Regions from separate parts of the Zea mays genome. Here region 2 is linked to region 1. Evidence: chromatin contacts called from public Hi-C data. All regions are on one chromosome and are shown on one strand. The core of a region is the stretch at or near the end of the contact, and the rest is flanking DNA. Distances in the headings are between cores, read along the strand shown. Region 1 holds the start of LOC100282879. Region 2 holds the start of LOC100193529 (Transcription factor MYB44).

Evidence for each region. Hi-C and Micro-C count contacts between places; a contact is called where the count stands out from the background.
Region 2: a contact with region 1 is called in a Hi-C map of bundle sheath, with 3 times the contacts expected there. The contact joins the promoter of LOC100193529 here to the promoter of LOC100282879 in region 1. A contact is called at or near these places in 5 of 25 Hi-C or Micro-C datasets (bundle sheath, ear, endosperm and 2 more).

The regions. Positions count from the first base shown.
Region 1 is chr6:107,003,825-107,006,628 of Zm-B73-REFERENCE-NAM-5.0, reverse strand. It overlaps LOC100282879, which reads right to left and starts at 1,285. Exons shown (of 5, transcript XM_034059372.2): 1 at 464-1,285. The coding sequence starts at 670. LOC103629709 (PX domain-containing protein EREL1) reads right to left here. Exons shown (of 10, transcript XM_008650820.3): 9 at 2,439-2,657; 10 at 1,613-2,260. The coding sequence ends at 1,982.
Region 2 is chr6:107,205,925-107,208,944 of Zm-B73-REFERENCE-NAM-5.0, reverse strand. LOC100193529 (Transcription factor MYB44) reads right to left here and starts at 1,299. Exons shown (of 1, transcript NM_001138640.2): 1 at 1-1,299. The coding sequence starts at 1,080. The coding sequence ends at 154.

The DNA of each region.
Region 1 (2,804 bases), core at 36-2,535:
TAAATGAATGTCAAGCCAGTGTCAGTGGGGAGTTCCATAGCGTTGTTTCTAATACTGCATATTCTATAGAATAAAATGAAACTTCAATGAAACACATAAAAGTTTCATTATATGCTTTCGTAAACATTCGATTTCATGACTCATATAGAGTTAGTAATTGTGCCAGTTTCATCGTTAGAAACTCAATTATTCTCCCTCTTTTTAAAAAGATTGTCAAATAAAAACAACTTATGTAGCAGCTTATTAAATACAAAAGAAATTTCGATGAAACTCCTAGGACCGACCTCACATGGCCTCACATATTCACGGACAAAGAACAAGAAATTGTCGTTGGCTTACCACTCAAGATGGTGGCACTAGTAAATCATAGAGGGATGCAAAAGCCACATCTAGTGATTCACTACCTACGCGGAAATAGAAGGGGAGGGGGGGAGGATAAAGTGAGGCGGCGGTGGAGGCAGACCTGTGGATCCATGTCGGGGAAGAGGGCAAGTAGATAGTCGACGAGCGCCTCCGGTCGGAGTCCGTCGGAGCCGCCGCGGTGCGAGGGGGAGCGGCGGGACCTCTTGGCCGCCGGCTGGTGGGAGGAGTGAGGGGAGGAAGGAGACGGCGGGAGGAGCTCGTCGGCGAAGATGGAGGAGGACCTCTTGCCACAGACTACCGCAGACATGGTGCCGCCTCCCTCCCGAGCCGCCGCCGCAGCCGCCTCGTCACGCCGCCGCAACCGATCCCCGCCGCCGACGCCGTCGCCCTATTCCCCGCCGTCGCGGGACATGAGGCAGACGCTTGTCCCCCTCCGCACGCGATCCACGGCTGGCGTCGAGCCCCGGTCCCCCCAACGTCCGGCCTCCTTGCCCTGTGTCGCCGCCGCGCCCGAGCCGCCTGATTGGTTTGGTCCGGGTCCTGACGGGTGACGGGCGAGATGATGGGTTGGGTCGTGCTCGCAAGGGGGTAGGGTTACGGTTACCTCGCACTTTATTTCTCTTCTTCTCCCCTCTCGTTAACGTTGGATTTTTTACGTATTCCCGTGCGTCCTTTTTCGTCGGTGCAACGTGAGCGCGTCCACACCGCAGCTTTTGCTGTGCGCTGTTTGGCCGACAGGTGGCCCCGAATTTGACTCTCTGCATGGTTTGCTCCAAGAGTCACACTAGAAAAAACGACCTCATCTTCCTGGTAGCGACCACGCTCTGTTGTGCCACCATTGTGGATATACCGTGACATACGAAATAAAAGAATTTGAGGCCCCATTTAGATTTGGAGATATAGACCCATGAATTTAATAAATATATAATTGGCACTTGAACCGTCCACTCCAGCTAGAGATTCACCAGCTGCGAGCCAGAAAAATCTGTACACGTAGGTGACGCACATCTCCATCAGTCCACCAAGCCCAATTGCGAGCTTCTGCATAGCTCAGCAAGCTTTGACTGCCCTCGCCAGTGTAATGCAATGTGGCAACCCCACTAAGATCACTGAGGTCATGTTTGGTTCCTTTAGTCAGGTTTAATCACTAAAATATCATATTTGGTTTCAGTAACTAAAACTGTTTAAAGAGTATTAATTAGTGTGAATAATAACTGCATTACCTCTATCAGAGGGTGACAACAGCAAGGACAATAAAGAGAGAGGGTAAAAGGTAAAAATCCTACTTTAGTCACTTTTAGTCACTTATTTGGTGACTAGATGACTAAACTTTAGTCACCTACTTTCAGTCACCCTGTTTGCTTCTTTAGAGACTAAAAATAACTAAAGTTTAGTTGCCCTGAACCAAACGGGCCTAAATATACTATCCTCCGATATTTCCATGTGTAAATAAACAACCGTACAGCAGCAACGCACGCTTCTCCAGGATCTTCTTCCCTCATGGCCGGAAACTTTTATCCTGATGCTGCCCTGGCACTATATAGGTATGCTCATCATATAATTTTGGTCAAGCCGCGTAAGTTTGAAACCTAAATCACAGGAATATACATAGGTGTTCTCATCTGTCTAACAACCAGTTAAGGACTGTCTTTTTGGGAAGAACCTCGCCACTACCTTCTTTCTCTGGCTTCACGGCAGTATTTACAGCGTTGCGGATGACAGCATTAAGACGCAGCCTCAGCTGCGCGTTGTCAATAAGTAGATCAGAAAGTATTTTCGTTGCATCTTCATCTGTAACTTTTGCATCTTCCCAGCTCATAGTTAATGACGATATGCTATCAGAATTGTCGCCATCATCAGAAGAGCCTTGTTCATCATCTCGTGCTAAAAGTTGAGCCTGGAGAGACCAGTGCAGAGCATAGATTACAGATATCGAAATTTAAAAGTAGTAGAATTAATAGAAAGTATATTTAAAACTGTGGAGTGTACATCCATGGAAATTGCATTCCAGTGTGAACAATATTCTTCCTCTATGAATCAAAAGAAACAAGTTTACAATAACATTTATAGTTTACCTCAGCAATGAGTAAGCGTACTCTATTGTCTGATGTTGCTAGAAGATCTAATGCATCAGGCAAGGACGAAGGATCAATAGTAAAATTGCCTTGTTCTTCTGCTAGAAATTTAGCACTACATTCCAGTAGACGCTCATGCAGCAGTCGACACTCATGAAGAAATTTCACTCGGCATAACTTTGCACGTGCTGACCTCTGTTTATCTCTAATAATAACTCTCTGAAACAAAAACAAATAAAAATCATGAAAATAAACTGATTGCATAGATTCGAACTACGGAATACAGACATTTTCAGTGGACAGACAGAAGCATGGATTTACGAAAACAATAAGCGATTAATTGATTTGAATATGTTAGCATGCATG
Region 2 (3,020 bases), core at 50-2,549, 200 kb before region 1:
ACATTACAAGGCTTTCTGCTTTCAGCCCAGCCAATTTTTCCCTCCACCTTAAAACCAAGTTTGCTACTCCAACAACCGTTGCGTTGCGGTCGCCCTAGCTAGACGACGATTTGGGAGCACTGACGGTTTGATGCCCCCGCCGGGGGCGCGGGGCTACTGCATCCGGCCGACCTGTTCGGCGGCAGCGCGCATGACGCCGTCCACCAGCTGCGGCATGCAGAGGTCGGTCGCGCCAACGGCGCCGCAGCCGGCGCGCAGGCCCGCGCTCGCCATGTACCGCTGCACCTCGGTGCGGATCAGCTGCTGCATCGCCGCCGCGAACTCGGGGCTGAACGGGTAGGCCGAGGGCGCGGGTGAGGAGGGCGACGGCGGGAGCTCCTGGAAGTGGCTGTCGGCGGCGGCGCTGTGGTGGTGAAACCGCTGGTCCGTGCCGGGAAGCGAGAGGCTGAGGGCGGTGAGCGGGTCCTCCTCCTGCGGACGGCTCATGGCGCAGTCCGCCGGCTCGAACCCGCCGGAGCGCGCGGCCACGGGGCGGTAAATCTGGCCGGACCCGGACCCGGACCCGGACCCGGCGCCGTGGCTGCTGAGGTCGCTACGGTCGGACCCCGACCCCGACCCCGAGGGGCTGTCGGGCGGCGAGATGCTCATCATCATCATCTTGCCCCGGCGCGCCTCGGTCTCGGCGGCGGCGGCGGAGTCGTCAGCGGAAACCGCCGAACCGGACGCGGCGGCGGCGGCGCCGAGCTTGCGCTTGAGGGAGCAGTTCCAGTGGTTCTTGACGGCGTTGTCGGTGCGGCCGGGGAGCAGGCGCGCGATGGCGGCCCAGCGGTTGCCGAGGCGGGCGTGGGCGCGGGCGATGGCCGCGTCCTCGTCGGCCGTGAAGGGGCGGCGCGCCACCCTTGGCGACAGCTGGTTGCACCACCGCAGGCGGCACGACTTGCCCGACCGGCCCGGGACGCCGCGCCCGATCGCCGTCCAGTTGCGCGCGCCGTGCCGCTCCACCAGCCGCCGCAGCGCCTCGTCCTCCTCGGGGCTCCACGGGCCCCTGATTCTGTCGCGCTCCGCCGCCTCCGCGCCCATGTCCTGTCCTGTCCGGAGTCCGGACGACGACGAGGACCAAAAAAAAAAAACAGGACGCCTGCTTGCCGCCTAGTAGTCGACGACAACGAGTGGTGGTTGCTGGGCTTGGGTAGCGGCGGCCCGGGGCGGAAAGGCGTTTGGTTCCTTCCGGTTTCTGTAAAACGAGCAGTGGTGGTGGTAGCGGAGAGAAGACGAGACGAGGTTTGGTTGGAGAGCAATAGTGACGGTGGAGCGGCGGGTCCGTACTTATAGCGGCGCGGCGGGCGGTGACCTGATCACCTGACCGGCAACACAGCTGGCACCCAACAGCCGCGTCGCGAGGCCCGGAGCCACCTCAGGCTGCCGTACCCGCCTGCGCTTGTCGTTTTTCTCCAGCTGTATGGCATGTGGGGAGGTCGAGAGTCAGTGGGCCCGCGGATCAGTGGGAGTACGGCGCTTTGACCCGGTGGTTTTATGGGGACTGGGAATGGGGCGGCGGTTTGCCTCGGCGGATTCGAAATTCGAGCCGTGTCTCTTTCTCTATCCCCTGTTCCGTGTTTTTACGTGGACGGGGTCACCGGGGGGGGGGGGGGAGTGGGAAACGGCTGGCTGGTGTAGTGGTGTGGTGCGGCCGGCGTTGCGACGTCGCGATGCGTAACGGCCAACGGACGGATTTGAATCGGACGGTGAAAAGGATTCGAAGCGAGCCCGGTAATCTAACGGCGTCTGCTCTGCTCCTCGACAGACTGGGCTTTTTCCAGTTGTTCAACACCGCAAGGTACTCTCTACCGCTGCACGGATGACGACGGAGACAGCTGTTTCTCTCGGACCATAAAATTCGATCGGTTTCGTCGTTTTGTGGCGCCCATCGTCGCGACGCGAGGTCCACAAAGCGACAAAGGCGTGGAAGTAGCACTAGTAGTACTAGTGGTGGAGTGGACTGGAAACTACCCGGGCGGGGCGGGGCGGGGAGTGGAAAGCCGCGCCGTGGACTCGTGGCGGTACTGTGCGTGCTGCGTGCACAAACGAAAACGAGCGGCCATGCCCATGCAGCGGCGGTGACGACGTGACCCGGTGGGCCCACCCGCCGGTCGAGATGAACAAGCAGGAGGGACGCTGCTGGAGTGCTGGTGTTCGGTGTTCCGTGTTGCCCTCATCCGTCCGTCCACGTACCCGGTACCAGAACCGCCCACAGCCGGCCCCACGCCCCCACGCTCCACAGAACGGTCGGTCCATCATCCATCCCCCCCTGCGGGCCGACGCGCAGGTGCACGCACGCCAGTTCATCGCGCCCGCCACCCCACGTGGGGTAGGCCCTGCCCCCGACTGTGTACCGTACAGGCGTGTACCACCCGGTACTACGGTACGTATCCGACCTGGGCCTGTCCTTTCCTCGCCGCTTCTTATGACCGGTGGTCCCCCCGCGGCAGACGGATCCGGCCAAGGCGGCGGTTTGGGCGCAGGCGATAGGTAGATAGATATCCCCGGTCCAGGGCCAGACAGACTGGCGCGCACTTTGCTTGTCATCTTTTAAAAAGCGGCGCGGTTTCGTGGGAAGAGGGTTTGCGGTGGTCGTGGGCGATGGACGCCCCCACGTCTGCCCGTCACCGGCTCACCGCCCACTGCGCCCCTGCTGCTGCTTGCCCGCGGAATCGTGGTACGGTACGGGACCCTGACCCCACGCCTGCGTGGAGCTGAAAGCAACGGTGCTGACAACTGACATGCTGTAGAGCGGTGCGAACCAGTGATCCTTATTTGATTTGAAATATAAATATTATTTATGTTTTGTCTAAATAGATTAATTAGATTTAGATACAATCTTAACGTTGTCCTCCTGACCGTACAACAAGAAAGTGTGAAGTGGCTTGCAGCTACGGAATGGTGGGAAAATAAAGTCACTTCTTATGGGAGTTACTACAACCTCTATATAGAGATAATAAAACTCTTTAAGACAATCGTGC